Regions from separate parts of the Mus musculus genome. Here all the other regions are linked to region 7. The links are chromatin contacts, called in public Hi-C, HiCAR-type, HiChIP or PLAC-seq and promoter capture Hi-C maps. All regions are on one chromosome and are shown on one strand. The core of a region is the stretch at or near the end of the contact, and the rest is flanking DNA. Distances in the headings are between cores, read along the strand shown. Region 1 holds the start of Txndc11 (thioredoxin domain containing 11). Region 2 has its middle 67 kb from the start of 4930414F18Rik. Region 3 holds the start of 2610020C07Rik (RIKEN cDNA 2610020C07 gene). Region 4 holds the start of Snn (stannin). Region 5 holds the start of Litaf (LPS-induced TN factor). Region 6 holds the start of Zc3h7a (zinc finger CCCH type containing 7 A). Region 7 holds the start of Cpped1 (calcineurin-like phosphoesterase domain containing 1).

Region 1 (2,700 bases), core at 6-2,505, 770 kb before region 7:
AATTTTTGGCCCATCTTGACCTCAGGGATCTCATATTGTGTTCATTACACTCAATCTGTGCCCACATAAATCTCCCTCTGGACAGAAGTGCCAAGAGGATATGTCAAGTGATAACAGATTTTATAAACTGCAATGTCAAATGATATACTGATGATCTGAGGCAAGGAGTATAATTGAAATATAAACTTTGTATCTATCTACACAATTTTCTGAAAAGATGCACATTAGCTTCCATTCTTCCTAAACTCCAGCCTACTCAGGCCTTTTCCAAGTTTCACAAAAAGACCAAGCTTGCTCAGACTCCAGATCTTTGCACTTAACTGTTTTGTAATAGCTCTTACCCCAGCTCTTCCACCTCTGCCCCTTCCTTTCCTTGTGTAAGTGGCTAATGCCATTTTCCTATGAAGGCCCTTTCTGCCCTACCCAACCTCATCCTTCTATTCCCTGCATAGCACTTATTAAGGTCTCTGAAGTGTTTGTTTATTGTATATCATCACTTCAATGAGAACTCCAGGGAACGGGGATTTTTGTCTTCAGCATTAACGGGTGCTCAGTACAAACGTGCACTGTCAGTATATCAAAGGCTTGCCTGGATTCCCAAAAGCGACTAAGACCCCTAAATGGCTTGTGAATCATCACACTGCAAGCATTAAGGAAAATGGAATGAATTAAAACTGAGCATTATAGCCTGAGCAAGAATTGACATGTGCACCCCGAGAGACCCCAACAGGTGAGAAGCAGCTCAGAAACAGGGCCAAACGCCCTCGGTACATAATTGATATAGAGCAGCACCCTGGAAACGCCTCCACGCCGAACTAGGAGAGTGGGGGACCGCGGCCGCCGGGAAGGTCAAGCCTGTGGTCGCAGGCAAGGTCAGGCTCGACTTCCCCGAGGAAGACAAACAACCCTCGACCCCGGAGGCCCCGAGCTGGCCCCGCGCAGCCGGGGTGGCATAGCTCTGGCCGCGGAGCCTGAGTCCCGGCAGCCTCACCTGCAAGTGAACTTGAGGGCGAAGAGCAGGGCGCAGCCGAGAGCCACGGCCCCGCACAGCAGCTCTGGCCGCTGGCGCGCCATAAGCGAGGCGCCGCGCAAGCCGCGGCGGATCCGGCCCTCCAAGGACGCCGCCGCCCCGGCAGGGCTGAGGGAGCCTGAGCCCTTGGGGCCGCCACCCTCGTCCTCGGCGTCCTCGCTGTTGTTCCCGCCGCCGCCGCCGCGGCCTCCGCATTCCGACATTACATGCTCCCCGTGGCCGGCTTTATACCGTCGCTGCCGCCACCTCGGGCCCGGGGACCCGGCCCCGCACGTCACTCCCGGACCTCGCAGCCAGCGGCGCTCACTAACCCGGACTCTCCACGTCAGCCACACTTCAGAGATGCCCCGCCCTCCGACTCGGAGCCTGCGCGAATGCCGGCTTCCCGCGAAGCCACGCCCTTTGGGGGCCACGCCCTCGAGCCCATGGAGTCTGCGCGGGTGCTCGCAGCACTCGCGGCCGCGTCAGCCTTCCACCGGTCCCGCCTCTCTTGTAGCGACTCTGCGCAGGCTTGCAGTCACTCAAGCTAGACCTTGTCCTTCATTCACTGCGCTGACGCTACATCCTCGCGTCCGGAAGCTAGTTGGTGGTGTCTCCTTAGCGAGTCCTTCCGTTGGTCGGCCCTTCCGGGTACTGTTAGGGCTCAGATTGTCGCTAGTGCGTCAACACTGTTGACAGACCCTTCAGGACATGGGTGCAGTTTGTTATCTCTGCTTTTCAGAAAGTGGGGCGGGGAGGCCTCGTGCAGAGGCGAGAAGGACTGGAGGACACAGTAATAAAACGGAGACCGGGCTGCTCTGTAATGGGGTAGTAATAACGCTGCATGCCTTCTGCTTCAGTTTCTGCTTGCAGGATTCTACCTTGACTTCCTTCAATGATGGTAAAGTGTAACCAAAACAAACCCTTCCCTCCCCAAGTAGCTTTTGTTCATGTGTTTATTACAACAGTAGAAACCTTGAGACAAGTACTGATAAGTGGTAATTACATTCAACAAAAGAACCCAGCTCTAAGTAAAAGGATGGATGTATATTGTGTAATCCCATTTCTATGACCCATGCTTGATGGGCAAATCCACAGAAACATAGCAGACGTGATTAAAGTTTGGAAAGTATTGGAGTCAGGACATTGTCTGCCTCACGCCTCCAAGCAATAAGAATGCAAGGCCAGCCTAAGATACAGGGTGAATTATCTTCATTTTTCCTCCCAAAATTAGGTTTATATGAGTTGTGTATAATTTTTTAAACCAGGCTTAGTGGCACACAACTGTGGTCCCAACCACTCGAGAAAACCAGAGGACCACTTGTACCAGGACTGCATAGAGTTTTCAAGGCCAGACTATGAAATTTAGCAAGGCCCTATTTCAAAATAAAGTTTTGGTTGGGGCTGGAGACAAGGCTCAGTAGTAAGAATACTGCTGTTGCAGAAAACCCAAGTTTGGTTCTAAATTACAGGTAGTGAACTACCTCATACTTCAGGTAATCTGATGTCCTCCAAGGTACACACACATATAATTAAAAATAAAATCTTTTTGTAAAGTTGGTAGGGAGGGCAAAATAATCTAGATCAAATGTTTCCTATGTGGGGCTGGAGAGATTGCTCAGTGATTAAAAGAGCACTGGTTGTTCTAGAAGACCAGTGTTCAATTCCCAGCATCCACACGAGGCTCATAA
Region 2 (2,735 bases), core at 118-2,617, 990 kb after region 7:
ATCAGCTGCCTCTACAATGCTGTTTGTACCAAGGAGAATCCTCAGCTCTGTGATGGGAATGGCAGCTGTGCCCATCCACAGCCAGTTCTGTGTGTCGGGAGGGACCCCTCCTTCCCAGCTCTTCCCTACCTCGGCAGGTTCCTCATTCCACTCTGCACTTAGCAGCTGCTCTCCTGGCTGAATCAAGTCCAGGCCAGTGAGTAGGCCTCTCTCCTGCTTGTCTCAGCAATTTCCTTTTCCCTCACCGCACAAGCTTCCAAAGGGTCCAAAGGTGAGCGGTTCCAAACCTTGAATTATTTATACCTGAGAACTCCACGGGCTTTCTCTGTGAGTGTCATGTCAGTAGTCGGCATTCTAACTACCACACTCCTTCCTGCCCACGCTGCTGCTTGTTTCTGAAAAATTGTAGGACACCGGATCATGGGGAAAAAAAAAATCTTGGGGTGATTGATGAAGTAAAGAATCATCCAAGAGATAGACCTTGGGAATGACTGTGGGGAGTCATCTTGATTACTGTAACCATGTTAATCATGGGCAGGAGCATCCCGTGGGATCCCTGACTGTAAGCGGAGAAAGCCATGTGAGCAAGCGCTTACTCTCTGCTCCCTGACCTGCCTGGACATGATCAGCGGCTTCAGGCTTTTGCCACCTTGGGTGCCAGGCCAAGAGAAACTACACCTTGAACTGTGAGCCCGCATCAACCCTTTGTCAGGAGTGTTTTATTTTCACAGCAGCAGGGGAAGGCTGAGGCAGCCGGTGTGCATATTTTAACTGCCTTCTTTCGGTGGCATTAAAAAGACTGAGGTTTTATTTCCTTTGGATTGCTCATCTGGAGTACTCAGGAGGAAGGGGGCAGAGAAAGATACAGGTGGATGTGACAGCAGTATGTGGTGTGTCTGCCAAGGGGAGGGGACAGAATATATTTCTCCTCATAGAGTCAGCAAAATTGGCAGAAGTGGAGAAAAACTTCATGGTTCAGATGAGGAAAAGAGCTACTTTTTTATTGCTGTGGTTTGAAGGGTAGAGCCTGTCACTGCCAACGAGACCACAGTTACTTTGGCTCGACACAACCATGGCTTTGTATCAGTTGTCATCTTGTGTTCTCATTAATTTAAACCCCCTTTTAAAATTGCAGGGTTTAGGAATAAAACCAAGTTACAGACAGATTAAAGTCTTTAACTCTTAATTAAAGGTTTTCATTCAGCCATATGCATTCAGCCTCAGAATTTTTCATCCAGACTTCCCCATTGCCATGGAGAAAGAATGAGAAGAATCTAAAAATAAGTCTGATGCATCCACAGTCCCTCTGAGGTCAGGCATTGTCCCCAAGGAGGACACAGCTGTTGGTTTTTCTGTTGCTAAGCCTCTGTAGACAAAGACATCTTCTGGTTGAAATCCAGTGGGAAATAACTACCAAAAAGGACCCTAGGGTTGCTCCAAGTGACCCCACATTCCAGAAAAAAAAACCTCTCTCCTCCCCCTGCATTTTCTTTTCCCTAGTCCTATCCCCTCTCTGCTTTCCCTACCACAGCCCCCTCAATAGCATCTCAAGCTTTAGATACTGAAACTGAGAAACTTAGCTCCAAGGACTCTCTCTCTTCCTTTCATGCCTCACATCTATCCATCCACAACCTTTGTTAGTTTTATACAGGGATGAGAATGTAACTTCTGGTGTGTAATATAAAAGTTAGTCCCTGTTCAGAACTAAGACCAGGCATCACACAGCATCCCTGATCACCCCAACCTCACCAAACATCACACAGTATCTCCTACCACCTCCAGCCCAGCCAGGCATCACACAGCATCCCTGACCACCTCCAGCCCAGGCAAGTAGACACCTTCGTGGCATCATAACACCTTGCTGTGCCATTTGATCTCTCACTCCAAGCCTTATTCAGTCAACTGAGTACAAATGATATGCAGACATTTTCTATAGTGATTAACCTTGGCTGGTTCAGTGGGTATTTTGGGGGGAATTAACAGAGGAGGAAGAACCTCCCCCCTGAGTCAGCAGCCCAGACGGGAACAGTGATCTAGCACCTCTTGGACTAAATAAAATGTCTTATTGGCTACTTTATAACTTTCTGGAAAACACCCTTTTTTCTAACATAACAAACAGTAATGTGGAGTTTGCTGGTGTTGTTTGGTGGTGTTGGTGTTGTTTACTACTCCAACGTCCCTATAAAAGAAAAACCATGGTTTCTCCAACTTTATAAATGAAGGAACCAACTGAGTGACTTGGCCAAGGTTACACCCATTTTTCTTCCTGATAACTGATCGTTGTCATGTTGAGTTAGACAGACCCTTTATATTTAAGGGCTACTCTCTTTAGTGTCATATGTTCTGTATGCACAGCATGGGAATAATACCCTTGTTGCAGTCAGCTTGTGTTTCCCATCCAGCAGGCTGCAAACACTAACACAAATGAACATTTTATTTAGCCATGTCTATTGGTCACCTCTTGTATAACCAGTTATCTCCATACTGCATCATTAGCAAGCTAAACCCACAAATGTTTATTATTATGCCAATATTCTAAGATTCAAGGATATAGGAACAGTTCAACTAGATAGTTTGAGGTCTTTCATAAAGGTTCAGGCAGCCTCCATCTAGTCATCTCAAGACTGCATGGAGTTGAAAAATCTCCTTGTAAGCTCATTCATGTGGCTTGAGGCTTCCACAGTCACCTTCCGCGCTGTCTGTTCTCTAGAGACACTCAGGAAATAGCACCCAGC
Region 3 (2,700 bases), core at 51-2,550, 710 kb before region 7:
ATGGCTCAGCGGTTAAGAGCACTGACTGCCCTTCCAGAGATCCTGTGTTCAATTCCTAGCAACCACATGGTGGCTCACAACCATCTGTAATGAGGTCTGATGCCCTCTTCTGGTGTGTTTGAAGACAGCAACAGTATACTCACATACATAAAATAAATAAATGTTAAAAAAAAAAAACAGCCAAAAAACAAAAAAATCCAACCAAACAACTCTCAAGAGATAAATAATTACTTACACTTTGACCCGAAGTTCTTTCTCTGGAATTTTCCATAATATCACCATTAAAAATAAATTTTCGCTCCCACTCAACAGCAATTCATTATTGTTTTTTTTGGACTTTGAGCGATTAGATATTACTTCCACTGCCTTTCTAATCTGCAGAGACAGAGAATAAGTTAATTTTCTCAATCTATGTTAATTGCTCCCACACAGACATATCTGCTTCCTTTGCTCCTTTGGGGGGCGGGGGGCGTTTCAAGAGAGGGTTTTCCTATATAGCTCTGGCCAACCTGGAATACTTAGTCCAGGCTGGCGTCGAATTCAAAAGATTCGCCTGTCTCCCGTGTGCTGGGATTAAAGGCGTGCGCCACAAAGCCTGGCGCTCCTCTTTCTATTGGGCAAATTTCATCAGCGTATCGGGATATTACAATTTGTACCCATTGCAATGTAAGAACCCGTCTAAAACATCTAAGGACTTGCTTCCAAAATCTGTTTACAGGTTGTCCTTTCTACGTAAGAGGACTATTCGGAAGCTTCTCCTGCCCTCTATGAGAAAGGAAGCGGTCAGGAAAGGCGCGTTGGCCCTGCTACCAACACTTTGTGCACGGACACATGACCTGTGATGCTGCAGAACCGAGCGCAGAAGCCCGCTTTCCACAGGAGGCAAACAGGCCAGAAGTGTGAGAAGAGCGAGCCCGCTGGGTGCGTTCCCAGAGGCCAGCCTCGAGCTCCGGAGAGCCCACGCGGTCGCGGGCCCACTTCATTTCCAGCCTCTCGCCCCACACCCTGCGCCGAACGCGGGTCCTAACCACCCTGCTTCCCGAATCGTCGTCCCCAAAAGCCACTCGCCTGCTCTCTGTCCAGCTGTAAAAGAGCGGTCGGGGTCACTTGCACGTCGGTGGTGGTCGCCTCAGCGACCGAGGCACTGGGAGATTCGGACGCAGAGCCCTTCATGTCGCCTCGTGTGGAAGGCCTGTAGAAGTCAGAGCTCATGCGCAGCCCGGAGGCCCGGAACCGGAAAGCAGTCAGTAACACTGCGAGGGGGAGGGGTATCACGTCATTTCCGGCGAGGCGCGAAATTAGATGTTGGGCCCGCCCTCTTGGGTAGATGGTGTTGCGGTCGTAGACTGTGCCCAGAGTTATTCTAGCGGCAGCATCTCCTTTGCCTCCGACTCTTTCTAAGGCTGCAGGCCTGAAAAACCCTGTCGCTCCTTCCGGAGGACACCGAGCGAGCGCCCTAAGGAGAGACTAAAGCCCTCTCTTCAATCCCGTGCTGTCTTCTGCAGAGCGGGAAGCCGTGGCTCCTCCATTCCTTTCTGGCTTCAGGCGTCGGTTTCCCCAAATTGGTGGTATTCCCAGGAAATAAAGAGAAACTGCCAACGCTAGGCGCGGGATGCTGCGCGAGAAACGAAAAAATGAGTCGGTCTCTCAGGAGCTTCGGCCCAGGTAAGACCTTGCGTGAGTGTGAAGGGATAACTTTAGTGTAGGAGAGAATACGCCAGAACGTCCTATGAGTAGTTGCCAAGCATGCCCACTGTGGTGACCGTGCCCAATACCCCGTATTCGAGGTTGTTCTCAGTCAGTTCAGGGAGCTCTCAATAGTACCACCAGTTTTTATTTTCGATTAGTTCGAGACAGAGCCTCTATTGAGACAGAGTATTATTGAGACAGGGTCTCTATTATTGAGACAGGGTCTCTATTATGGCAATTCTGGCTATTCTGGAACTCTATATAGACAGGTCTGACCTCGAACTCACTGAGATCCTCCTGCTTCAGGTTTCAGAGTGCTAGGATTAAAAGCATCCACCAATACGCCCCCACTTAAGTCAAACTCTTCCTATATCACCCAGGGTTACCCGAGTGAGCCTCCTCCTCTACGTCTCAGATGCTAGATTTACAAGAGTGAGCGAGTCCCCTGCCCCCACCTTGTACCGGCACAGTTACATAATTTATTTAGAAATTTTTATGTGAATGTTAAGGATAGTGACAGGTTCAGCTAGCTGTGTGGGAATAAAATGCTCTCCATTGTCAGATGTCTTCCAAAAGTGCTCCTGTGAAGGGACCATGCTCTGCTAGTGTCTGTTGAGGGAGGACCTTGTCCTAATTTAACTTGTAGAATACAAGTCCTTGGCACCTGCTTCTACTTGGCTATTTAGAATCTAGTATAAGATGGACTTTTAACATATTGCAGTGACTTGCTACACTGGGCTTGAGGTATGCAGGCTAACACACTCCAAAGAGCATTGGTGGTCTTAGGTGTTCTCTTGCCTGTATTCAAGTTTGAGAACCAGACGTTTTTGGTTTTTCGAGACAGGGTTTCTCTGTGTAACAGCCCTGGCTGCCCTGGATCTCACTTTGTAGGCCAGGCTGACCTTTAGCTCACAGGAATCTGCCTGCCTCTGCCTCCCAGTGCTGGGAGTAGGGCTTTTTTATTTTATGTATATGTTTTACTTGCCTGTGTATCTGTACACCACATGTGGG
Region 4 (2,700 bases), core at 125-2,624, 840 kb before region 7:
CAGAGCCATCAGGCTCTAGGCTCTACGGCAGCTGGCCCAGAGCCCTGCTTCCTTCTGCCTCTCTACACCAAAGCCAGCTTACTTCCTCAGCCCAGTCCTTCAGCAGCAGAGACAGCCTTGCCATCTTACTATTCATTCATTATATCTTATAAAGAGCCTACTGTGTACTGACTGTTCTGTAGGCTCACCAGTGAACGATTCAGTCTTAGTCCTGAAACGGAGACTGAAAGCTAATGAGATGCCCTTAGAAAACACGATTTCCCAATGGACATGAAAGTCCATTGACTGGGAAAGAGAGCAAGGGTGTGAAGCTGAGATCTGAAAGATGGTGTGGAAGAACGTTTAAGATAAAAGAAATGACATGGGCCAAAGGATGAGAGGTATGGAGGGGAATCACTCTGCTGAGGTGAAGTGAGGGAGTTCCCACACTTCAGCTTGTGTGCAGGACCTTAAGAAAGTTAGCAGTCCCTAGCTTCCCAGCTCCCAGGGGGATATCCCAGTCTTATCTGCCCCAACCAAGTTATTTCTTCCTGGCTTCCCAAGTACCTTGGGCCTCAGAGGTCTTCAAACTCTTTGTGGAGTTCCTGGTGGCCATCACGGAGTGTCCCATCCTCTCTCAGACTCTTTTTGGGGGGCAGTCAGTACACCAATTAGCACCTTTGTGTTCCTAGCCAGTTGTGTCTAGCTTCAAATCCTGCCTCCAGGACAGCACATCAGAGTATTTTAAGTCTTCTGGAGTGTTGAGTTCCTCATGTCAAATGGGTCGGTATGTTTTTATTTGGCGTTCTTTTGATGTTGTTGAGTGGACTGAACAGAGTACGGCACTTGGTGAAGGCTTAACTAAGAGGTTATTGAGTCCGCATCCCTGAGGACAGGACCTGGTTTGTCTGGCTAGTGGCTCAAGGGCGCAGCAAGATACATGATCAGTGCAGAAGGGTGGATAGATGAAAGGATAATGATGGAATTGAAGGGGAAAAAAGGAAGGAAGAAAAGAAGAGAAAAGAAAAGATGAGAAAAGGAAAGAAAATCATTCGTCTCTGCCTGTAATCTCCGGGCGGTGTATCACACTCTTACCGCTGTGCGCCTCAGTTTCCCCTCTGTCGTTGGGTTGACCCTCGAAGAAAGAGGACGCCAGGCGCAGGCCCAGTACTGCCGGCACCCAATAAGCGCTCAAGGAAGCCTGGCCTCCCGCCTTCTCTGCCCCAGCTCCGGGAGCCGCCAGCTGAGAAACACTACCCACCCCCTTGCTTACACTCCCTCTGCCCATTGTGCGCCTCCGGGCCCAGAGCGCACGTGACTCCACCCAGCCCGCTCCGCTCCGCCCCGCCGTCCCAGCGCGATCTCCAGTTGGTCGCACCAGAGCGCCCCGCCCCCAATCAGGGCGGAGCCCAAGCACCTCGCCCCCTGCTGATCGGGCTCTGGCGTCTGGCGAGGGCTCCGCGGCCGACCCGGCTGGCGCGCAGGCGGAGCCGGGGCGGCGGGGCTGCTGCTGGCTAATTGCACAGGACTGCGGGCCGCGACATGGTCAGCAGGGATGGGCAGAGCAGGCGGGTAGGGGGAAGGGACGCGCCGGATGGATCGGGGTGCGGCGCTGGCGGGTCGGCGCGGCAGATGCCGCGCGCGGGCGGGGGCTCTTTGTCCTCCGCCGCGGGATTGGGACAAAGGAGGTAGCGGGGGGCGGAGGCTGCTTGGCTGGGCATCTGCCCCTCTCCGTGACCCACGGTTCTATGTCCTGCGCGGATCCTCCGGGCTGCCCGGAACACTCACTCCGCATTGACGGGGTTCCTGGCAGCGCCCCAGCGTGGTCAAGATGGGATCGAGGGGAACGGGGGCCCAGGGAAAATCTGGCGCTCGTTTCATTGGTGGGGAGACTGAGGCTGAGCCGCAGCGTTTGGTCCCAGGTCGGGTCGGCAGTGATTGCGCGGCGTGGGCTTGAATGGGTCTCTGGGACCCCCCCCCCAGGGAAAAAAACTGGGGTCAGGCGGACTTGATTTGTCTTCAGCTGTCGTTTCCTCCTCAGCTGTCGCCCCCTGAACAGGCCCCTACTTCCCTAGCGCCTCGCCTTGCTCCTTCGATAGAGTGGGAGAGACGCGGCGTCGCCTGGCACCGCGCCTGCACACCGCCCGCGCTCAGCACGCGGGAGCTGCTGGGACGCTTGTCATTAGTGTCCAGTCCTCTCGACCCAGGTCACCTAGACTATCTCCTAAGGAGGGGTCAAACACAGACTCATTGTGCTCAGCTTTCAGGAGAAAGAAGACAGGTCAGACATATGACGTTTTAGAATCAGGTTTGAAATCGGTTATTTAGGATCGGGGCTTCCTGGGTATCTGCACCTCCACTTTTTAAACTGTGTGACCTTGGGGACCGAGTTAACTTCTCTAAGCTACAGATTATTTGTCAAGTAGGAAGAGCAGTCATTCGGTTCTAGGATTGTTTTGATGCAGAAGTTTTGGAGAGATCCACATGAGATGTTGGAGCTCAAAAGTGTGGCATCAAGGAACTTTTCAGCATCGACTATTATATCACCGCCAGAGTTGTATGGCCAGATGGGACCCTGACGAGTGGGGGCAGAATTCAGGCTTGGACTATGAGATTGCAGCTCACCTCGGGCAGTTCCCAAACTTCTTAGTCTTAGTTTCCTTTCCTGGCATAAGAACTGGGAGTAGGGTGGCATCTGGAGCAGATTTCTCTTCTGGAGGA
Region 5 (2,700 bases), core at 177-2,676, 920 kb before region 7:
CACAGTAAGTAGATCTACAACAAATATTTCTGAGCTGGCCTGAACACCTTTAGAAGGCAGAACAAGGATTGGCTGAGAAGATGAAGTATGGGTGTTATTCTAGGTCAGGCAAGGCAAGCGACACACCCTCTGGATCCTGATCCAACTGATAAAGCCAATCGCTGGAGGAATTAGTGATACCACTCAGCTCCTTTCTCTCTGCATTAGTTCTACTTTAAAAGAGCCAATCTGAGAAGGCTGGAGCGGAGGGCAGAAGAGGAGGCAAGCACCTAGTGGTAGAAATGATTTTCCTTCAAAGGACTCCAATATGGAGTCCAGGAGTCCCTGAACCAGCTTCAGCTCACTCAGGGGAGGACGGTTTAATTCAGAAAAGGCTGGAGGAGCGGCTCAGTGGCACAACCCTGTAATTTCAACACTGTGGAGGCAGAAAAGTCCAGGACCAGCCTCAGCTACATATGGAGTTGGGATGCTAGCCTGGACTATCTAAGACCGTCTCAAAACAGCAAAAAGGGGATGAGCTTAGAGAGCCCCGTGACTTCCACAAACTATTTCCCAATGACTACCGCTCAGTCCAACAGAGAATGACATCAGCTTCACTCTCCGGAAGCACAAACCCGACAAAGTATTAGGTAGGGAATGTCCAAACGACCCTTTCTAAAACACACCCATGCTCTCCTCACCTCTTCCTCTTAAACCTCAACGGAAAGCTGGGGGCACGATACCGAATGACGATCAAAAGCACCGTCTAGACCCACACGGACCTGGAAACCACTGGGAAGTAAGAACTGGGCTGGCAGGACAGGCGGGGGTCACGTCCTCCTTCGCCTGGGCTCTAGACTCCGCGATCCTGAAGTTCCCCTGCTCTCCGATACGCTCGCACCGGTCTGGGAACCCGTGTGAAACTCACAGGGATAAGAGCAAAAGACGCGTGGGCCCGGAACAGCTAAAGAGCATCTGGAAAGTTACTCTACTTTTTCTCTATTCGCTTTTGCTTTCAGAGTACACACAGGGGCGTTCTCCAAATCGCAACTTAGATACTAAAGGTTACTAGAGAAAGTCGCGCCTTTTCCTATAAGCCCGAGGGGCATCATTTGGTGAGGTTCGGACGGAAGCTGGGTAGTCCGAGACTGAGAACCAAACACAACCGCACTGCTGGGACCCCTCGCCCTCAATCCCGCCCAGAGCGCGCCACCCCGGGTCCCACGACATCCCTGCTCGCCCCCCAAGGAGAGCGCGGTGCCCCGGGACTCTAGGCAGGTGGCAAAGCCCGACCCTCGCCTCTGTTGCCGCCCCGTGCCCAGCGCCCCGAATCTGGTGTTCCCCACCGGGCACCCAGCAGGGCCGCACTCACCGCTGCCCGCGCCGCCAGTCGAGCCGGGAGGTCTGCTCTGGCCGCGCGCGCGGGCCGGGAGGGCTCCGGGGAGGCAGGGCGAGCCGGGGGCGGAGATGTTTCGGGGCGTGGCTTGCTGGAAAGGGCCAGATGGGGTGGGGTCTAGGAGGGGAGGAGTAACAGCCTTGAGGCAGGAGGAGTAGGGATGAAGCTACGACCTGAGTGGGCTGGCGAGAGGCGGGGCGCGCGGAGGCGGGGCCAAAAGGTCGGGCGGGAGGCGGACTCTGGAGCCGCGAGGCCTGGGAGAGGGAGGGGAGAGATTATTCTTTGTTTCTAACAGCCACAACTACACCTCCACCAAAGTCAAGGCATAAAGACAACCTACAGAATGGGAGACAACATTTGTATGTTATGTAGCTGATGAAAGTTTATAATTTGAATAAAATTATATGATGAACAGTACTGAGGGTAGAGGCGTATATTCAAGATCGGCCTGATCTAAAACAGTTCCAGGCAAGCTAAGGCTTTATAGTGAGACCAGTCTCAAAAAAACAAAAACTAGCCAGACTGCAGTTCAGCTGTTAGAGGGCTAACATTAGCATGCATGAAAACAGGGTTCATACCCAGCGGCCCATAAATGAGTATAGTGCCACAAGCCCAGCACATTTTACGGCTGAACAGTTTCTCAAAAAAAATGTGGCTAATCTGAGAGACATAGGAAGTTTGAAGCCAACCTCAGATACACAATGAGACCCTGTCTCAACTCATCCCACACATACAAAAAAAAAAAAACATTCTTACAACGTACATGTGTGGGGGGGGTGGGGGGGTGCACGCACACGTGAGCGCACACAAGCTCACAGTAGTGTTTCACTGTGTAGCCCCACCCGGCCTTGAATTCACAGAGATCTGCTTGCTTCTGTCTCCTTAGTGCTGAGGCTAAAAGTGTATGTTACCATGCATGGCTTACATTTTATCCCCTTGCTTTAATGTGAGCACAGTAGCAGACAGAAAAGGCTGCAGGAAGAAAAGGTTTATTTTGGGTCACAGTGTGAGAGGGTTTCAGTCCATCTCCGTGGGAAAGATTTGGCAAAGCTGTTGAGATTATGGCAGCTGAAGCTATGCCGATGCTACTCACATTACAGTAGACCAGGCTGGAGAAGAGGGAGTGATCAGAGACAAGGAATAGAGTTAACCTTCAATGGCCACCCTTAGCAGATAGGCCCTGCCTCCTAAATCCTCCTCTGTAATTTCGGTGCTGGGATGGGAGAGATAGGAAGATCCCTGTTGTTTGCTGGCAGCCAGACTACAGAACTGGAGAGCCTTGGTTCAATTGAGATTCTATACCAAAAAGTATAATGGAGCACACC
Region 6 (2,700 bases), core at 124-2,623, 730 kb before region 7:
AAGAGCAGATGGCAAGAGCGCCCAGCCCCTCCCCCAGTCCAGTAGAGCATTGTCCAATCGAAATACGATACCGGCGGTACGTGCCATTTTAAATTACGAAGTGGCCATACTAAAATAGTAAAAAGAAACTGGACAGATTGTTTTAATTCTAACGTAGCCACAACAGGTATCACCTCAAGTATATAACACACTGCTTGCTAAACACTGGCTGATTTAAGCATAGGAGTTTACCAAGGAGATCTTTTTCGTTCTTTTTCTTCCTCCCAAACGAAATCTTTCAAATCAGACTTTAAAACTGAAACCGGAGTGGGGCGGTGGTGGCACGGCTTTTAAATCACAGCATTCGGGAGGTAGGGGAAAGCAGATCTCTAAGCTCAAGTCCAGCCTGGTCTACAAAGTAAGTTCCAGGGCAGCCAAGGCTAAACAGAGAAATTCTGTCTCGAAACAAACATACAAACAAACAAACAAATTGAAACCAAAAGTGAATCTCAATTCTTGCCACATTCCAGTGCTCGACCACCCCACTTTACCAGTGGCCACATTACCATCGGACAGCGCAGGTCTACACCAGACCCTCTTGGTCTTAAATACCTAACACTATGACCCTCTTTGATCCCTTAACATCTGGGGACCCAAAAAACGCCCAACCCCGGAATAAATTCACCCAGTCAGAGCGCAGGCACCACCCCTTGGGCCCAGCTAGGACCTTCCAACCTGACCACACCCCTGCGCTGACTACCCCTAACCGGAAATTCCCGCTAATGGGAACTGACAGGTCTCCATTCTTTAAGGGTGGGGAAAGGAAAACCGAGAACCCTCGTACAGTCTCCGAACCCCGGCCGAACACCGGAAGCCAGTCGCCACCCATACGCGGGGTGGGCCGCGCATAACACCCGCAAGGGGCGAACCCGACACCGGCGAGCGCGCACTCAGCTGGCGTCGCGAGCGTCCCCAAACCGAGACACTTACTAACACGGACGCCCCGCGATCACCCAGCACCCAGGAATAACGAAATGCTAAACCACCAAAAGCTAGTGCGTGGATGTCGGCCAGGCAGTCCAGGTGGCAGGGGCCGCCGCGCGTGCCCGGATTACGACTCCCGAGGAGCCCGTGCAGCCGGTTCGGGGGTCCGCGCCCCTCCCCCGCCTGAAGTCCGTTAACGGCCGCGCGTGCTCACGAAGCGACGCGGCGCACGCACGCGATTGGAAGAGCGCGACCCTGCCCGCGACGCCCGCGCGTCCCCTTCCCTCACCTGCGGGGCGGCACCCAGGAGCCGAGGGGCGCGGAGTGCGGAGGCGACAGCGGGATGTGCGTTCACCGGCTCAAGAGCTCTCACAGTCTCGCAGCTTCCCTGGGCGACCCACCGCAGCTGCCAGCCCGCGACGCTCGGGGCGGCGCCCTCTGGCGGCGGGAGGCCTCGCGCGCCGCCCCGCAAACGCTACCATTGGCTGCGTTGCCAGTGTCAGCCCGGGGTTGGAGGCGCCACGTCGGGGCCTCGGGGCTGCGGAAGCGGCGGCGATAGGCGGAACCCTGGGCGGCCACACGGAAGGGGGTGAGAGACCGCAAGCTCTTGAGCCCAGCATCATCGCCCTCTCCCACACCGCTTGGATACCAAAGTAGGACTGGAAGGAGACCTAGATTCATCTGGGCACCAGGGTGTCACTTCCTTCGGAATCTGTTCTCTGCAGTAACTTATCCTGAGCGTCCTGCTTTGCATTCCGATACTGTTACCGTCACCCTGAAAACAGCCATACAGTCGTGTCCTTTCAAATGAATGACAGGCATAGGGACCCGCGTTGAACAGGGAGGTGACCTAAACTCATTCGGACGCCGGAGCGTCACTTCGGAACTTGTCCTCAATTCCCTATCCTACTCGCAGTCACTGTTTTTATCATCTTGAAAACAAAATGCGGTATTTTTGCAAATGAATGTAGGGACGGATCTCAGAGCCAACACAAGCTCTTGTTCTCCCTGGCCTTCATCTCAACTTATATGTCGCTGTATTCACCGGTGTTTCAGTGGTCAGGTGTACATTACCCCAGACAGAACAATGTAAGGCTGAGTCCCTGCGACTGGAGATGTGAAAAGTGCTCCAAGTCAGGGCAGTAGAAGGGAGAGTGCTTCCAGGCAGTGGGAAAGATCCTGAGCCTAAGTTGCTGAGGGACAGGGAAGACAAAGTGTGTGTGTAGAAAGCTCAAAGAGGATGAGCCACTGCATGAAATTTGGAATTCAGTGTCTGAGATGGAAATTACAAGGTCTAATTTGCAGTTTTAGAAAGTTTCTTCATGCCGTTGGGCGGATATATAGAAAGGACAAGCAGAAAAGTGAAAGGGGTTGAGGATGTAACTTAGTTGTCAAAGTGCTTGCCTAGCCTTGAGTTTGATTTCCAGCACCAAATAAACTGGATATGGTGGGGTACCCTTGTCATAGCAGTACATGGGGGTGGGGGGGGGGGGATAGGAGTTCCAGGTCTTCTTTGGCTATGAAGCAAGAAATACCCAGGTCCAGGACCACTGGGGACAGAGGGAAAAGTTTACATTAGAAGGAAGACACTGAGATGCACTCTGTCTGGACCCAGAGTGCTACTGTAAGCTCAGGAAGTCGTCAGTACTGGGCCAGTACAAAGTGAAACTTGATGAGAATGTATGGACTTCCTGTTGTTCCTGTACCAATGGCCTACATTTTTGTTGCCTTGAAACA
Region 7 (2,774 bases), core at 187-2,686:
CCTGCCAATCTAAGGATCAGGACAAAGAGTTCATTCCTGCAAGCAGTCGCTCCTAGAGCACTGTGGCAAAGAGAAATCTGGAGAAGCAAAGACAAGAAAGACACCAAGTTGGTAAAACTCAGCACATCCATTAACAAAACATACAGCACGAATGCGCAATCAATGGGATACTGTTCAGAAGGAAGGAAGGAAGGAGAACTACTTAGAATAGGAGGCATCTCAAAAACATGTAGGCTGGGAAAACAAACAAACAAAAACCTAAGACACATTAAAATCTGTAGAAAATGGCAACACTGCAGACTGGACTTTCCCCAGTCCACCATCAGTGGATTTTTGGCTGTGCGCACCTGTGCAGAACCTTGAACTGCAAGGAGGGGAAAAGAAACAAAGGCCTAGCAGAGAACTGTAGGATTGATCTTCTTTGGCTAGCTAGGCAGAGGTAAGTCTGAGGAAATGAACCTGAAAATAGGATGTGAAGGCTGAGAAGGTGCCAGACTTCCAAGTCCCACCAGGTGAGCAGAGGAGAGCAGGTGCCAAGGCCCTCCGGGTTTGGAACGGGCCTGATTCTTTTTTCAGAGCAGTTCAGGCAAATTAGAGGCTGGATAACAAGGCGAGCGTTCCTGTGATTCTAAGCCAAGTGCCAGAGAAGAATCAACCCCAAAGATCCAAAGGAAACACAGGGAAACAGGAACCAATCCGGTATCCTCTGAGTTGCTGGGGCCTATCATTTGCTTAACACCCAGCATGTGTTCCACACCCAAGGTTACAGAAATAGTCTGATGTGTTAACAACGCTCCCTTTGAGGCAAGACTGGGTCAGATTATCTAAGCCCAACTTCCAAGAACGCTACCTGGACCAGAATGCCTTCCCTTTCTACGGTTACAGTAAGCAACTGGATATAAAAACACTCTCACTACAATTGACAGCCCCTGACACACACAGCGCTTGTCAGCTGCCCCGCAGAAGCTTGCCAAGGAAGAGAGAAGACAGGCCCCGTAGCAGAGCCCAAGCAGTCATTCACTTCTCTGCCACCTCCGCCCCGCTTCTGTTTAGTTTGTTTGCTTTATTTTTTAAGTTTGTGGTTTGCAAGGTCAAGTCAAGGCCAGCGAAGCACCCAACACTGCGAGGGAGGAACAACTCCGACAACGGTCCCCGGTGCTGTGTGCAACCCACGAAGGGATCCGGATAGAAGTGAGCGCCCGCGACCGGAAGGTTCCCCTCGCGGAAGGTTCTGCAGCTCTGGAGTGCCCCCCTTCCCAGGCGAAGAGCCAAGCAGTACCTGAGGAAAACGCGTCCAGGGTCCTGCCCCGGGCTCTGTGGAAAACATCCGCCGCCTCCATAGCGGACATGGCGAGCGACTGGCCTTGCCTGGGCACGTTCTGTGAGAGGAGGGAGCGACTCCACACCACCCGGCAGCCCCGCCTGGAACAGCTTCTGGAACCTGCCCTCCAGGAGGGCCGGGCGGGGCGGGGCCGCTCTGGGTGCTGCTAGTACTGCCTGGGCAGAACACGGAGATTGCCACCCCTAGTGGGATCCTCCCGGGGTCAGGATCCAACTTTCACTGGAACAGACTGGGGGTTGAGGCTTTGAGGCCTGGAGTTGTCTTATGTAACACGCATCGGGCCGCTTCATAATTTGGGATTTCAGGTTAACAAGAATAGGAAAAAACAAAACAAAAACAAACAAACAAAAAAACCCAACAAAACCCACGTTTAGCTTAAATATATCTCATGCAGTATTTGGGAGATACTTAAGCAGTTATTTTTAAAATATTGTTTATCTGAAATTCCATTTCAATTTGATGTCCTAAGTTTTATGTTGCAACCCTTCCAAACTGCCCACCATAATCTCAAGAGTCTTTAAGGCATCTTGACTGCCTGGACATTGCCACTGTCATTCTGTCACTGTTGTTGCTGGGTAACAGGCATTGCCCGAAGTACTTTGTGTTTTGCTTGTTACCTCATTGACTGCACTTGTCAGATGGGGAAACTGACACTCAGAGAGAGACACAACTCCTGAAAGCTAAGAGCTGCAGGTGAGCAAGACAAAATCTATCCAACTCAAAAGCCGTTACACTGGACTACAACCCTCACACTTGGTAGCAATCCAGATTTCGAGGTGGAAAATGTTAAATTCAGATCTCCAAAAAGAGGATACATTTATTAAGCACTACAGGGGAATTCCTAGGATCTGCCAAGTTGCTAAATTTTCTTCTCAACAAGTGTAAGCCTGAAATGTTCGTATGGTTAACAGAGCTAGGATGATGTCCCATGACCTTGAACTAGAGTCAGATATAAGTCCTAGCAATTTAGGACAGAAATACAAATGAGCTTGTGTCTCAGCTACTTGGGTTTATCCTAATACTACCACTTACTTTAGGTATGATCTTAAAAATTAGTTGCTCTGCACCTCAGTTTTCCTACCTGTCAAATGAGAACAATAACAATACCTAGGGTTATTGGGTTGGTGAGAAAGTTAGATGATGTTGTAATTTGCACATAAGATGTCTCCCGTAGGCTCATGTTGGAAGTTGTCCCCAGCTAGTTGTGAACGAAAGAAAAAGAAATAAAAAGGAAGGGAAAGGATATGAATTCCCCCTAGGTGTGGTGGAGGAGAAAGCTTATCTGTGGGAGAGTGTAGCCAAAAGCTGAGACATCTGTGAAAATCTAATACTGGGCAAGGGGAAGGGGTAAGGAGAAGGAGGGAAGAAAAGAACCAGGTGCAGCAGCCAGGAGGCCAAAGGTACAAAAAGGCTGGGTAACAAAATGTCTGGA

The links. Promoter capture Hi-C pulls out the DNA fragments that hold promoters and counts their contacts. A called contact is a pair of places that touch in the nucleus more often than the background predicts. HiCAR-type assays count read pairs that join an accessible place to other places. HiChIP or PLAC-seq counts read pairs in DNA pulled down with a chosen protein or histone mark. Capture Hi-C pulls out chosen DNA fragments and counts their contacts.
Region 1: a contact with region 7 is called in a promoter capture Hi-C map of liver, with 3 times the contacts expected there. The contact joins the promoter of Txndc11 here to the promoter of Cpped1 in region 7. A contact is called at or near these places in 1 of 39 promoter capture datasets (liver), 1 of 484 Hi-C or Micro-C datasets (erythroblasts) and 3 of 115 datasets of contacts at active chromatin or transcription factors (bone marrow-derived macrophages, extraembryonic endoderm stem cells and pancreatic cancer cells).
Region 2: a HiCAR-type map of astrocytes shows a contact between it and region 7, with 4 times the contacts expected there. The contact joins the enhancer-like site here to the promoter of Cpped1 in region 7. A contact is called at or near these places in 5 of 39 promoter capture datasets (cranial neural crest, embryonic stem cells, frontonasal cranial neural crest and 2 more) and 4 of 115 datasets of contacts at active chromatin or transcription factors (astrocytes, embryonic stem cells, neural tube and 1 more).
Region 3: a contact with region 7 is called in a promoter capture Hi-C map of liver, with 4 times the contacts expected there. The contact joins the promoter of 2610020C07Rik here to the promoter of Cpped1 in region 7. A contact is called at or near these places in 6 of 39 promoter capture datasets (the C10 cell line, the SN4741 cell line, frontonasal cranial neural crest and 2 more), 1 of 115 datasets of contacts at active chromatin or transcription factors (memory CD8 T cells) and 1 of 9 other capture datasets (liver).
Region 4: a contact with region 7 is called in a Hi-C map of uterus, with 5 times the contacts expected there. The contact joins the promoter of Snn here to the promoter of Cpped1 in region 7. A contact is called at or near these places in 1 of 39 promoter capture datasets (liver), 2 of 484 Hi-C or Micro-C datasets (CD4 T cells and uterus) and 1 of 115 datasets of contacts at active chromatin or transcription factors (embryonic stem cells).
Region 5: a contact with region 7 is called in an H3K27ac HiChIP or PLAC-seq map of extraembryonic endoderm stem cells, with 3 times the contacts expected there. The contact joins the promoter of Litaf here to the promoter of Cpped1 in region 7. A contact is called at or near these places in 4 of 39 promoter capture datasets (hippocampal neurons, liver, pre-B cells and 1 more) and 2 of 115 datasets of contacts at active chromatin or transcription factors (extraembryonic endoderm stem cells and pancreatic cancer cells).
Region 6: a promoter capture Hi-C map of liver shows a contact between it and region 7, with 2.2 times the contacts expected there. The contact joins the promoter of Zc3h7a here to the promoter of Cpped1 in region 7. A contact is called at or near these places in 2 of 39 promoter capture datasets (the C10 cell line and liver), 2 of 484 Hi-C or Micro-C datasets (liver and nephron progenitors), 3 of 115 datasets of contacts at active chromatin or transcription factors (bone marrow-derived macrophages, extraembryonic endoderm stem cells and memory CD8 T cells) and 2 of 9 other capture datasets (adipose tissue and liver).

Annotation. Positions count from the first base shown.
Region 1 is chr16:11,133,277-11,135,976 of GRCm38.p6, forward strand. Txndc11 (thioredoxin domain containing 11) reads right to left here and starts at 1,256. Exons shown (of 12, transcript NM_029582.2): 1 at 992-1,256. The coding sequence starts at 1,233.
Region 2 is chr16:12,900,649-12,903,383 of GRCm38.p6, forward strand. No RefSeq gene overlaps it. Among named protein-coding and RNA genes, the nearest start is that of 4930414F18Rik, 67 kb to the left of the region's middle. Within about 2 kb of position 1,368, at least 38 of the 459 cell types and tissues checked have an H3K27ac peak or open chromatin away from gene starts, as enhancers often do. A contact at or near this core is called in astrocytes, where this site is marked.
Region 3 is chr16:11,202,083-11,204,782 of GRCm38.p6, forward strand. 2610020C07Rik (RIKEN cDNA 2610020C07 gene) reads left to right here and starts at 1,301. Exons shown (of 3, transcript NR_038156.1): 1 at 1,301-1,665. It overlaps Rsl1d1 (ribosomal L1 domain containing 1), which reads right to left and starts at 1,210. Exons shown (of 9, transcript NM_025546.2): 1 at 1,069-1,210; 2 at 236-375. The coding sequence starts at 1,173.
Region 4 is chr16:11,064,924-11,067,623 of GRCm38.p6, forward strand. It overlaps Snn (stannin), which reads left to right and starts at 1,375. Exons shown (of 2, transcript NM_009223.3): 1 at 1,375-1,524. Gm9861 (a long non-coding RNA gene) reads right to left here and starts at 1,345. Exons shown (of 2, transcript XR_003951968.1): 1 at 1,075-1,345.
Region 5 is chr16:10,991,695-10,994,394 of GRCm38.p6, forward strand. Litaf (LPS-induced TN factor) reads right to left here and starts at 1,427. Exons shown (of 4, transcript NM_019980.2): 1 at 1,352-1,427.
Region 6 is chr16:11,174,968-11,177,667 of GRCm38.p6, forward strand. It overlaps Zc3h7a (zinc finger CCCH type containing 7 A), which reads right to left and starts at 1,374. Exons shown (of 23, transcript NM_145931.3): 1 at 1,253-1,374.
Region 7 is chr16:11,907,987-11,910,760 of GRCm38.p6, forward strand. Cpped1 (calcineurin-like phosphoesterase domain containing 1) reads right to left here and starts at 1,437. Exons shown (of 4, transcript NM_146067.3): 1 at 1,280-1,437. The coding sequence starts at 1,349. All of the region lies in intron 2 of Gm9961 (predicted gene 9961), which reads left to right.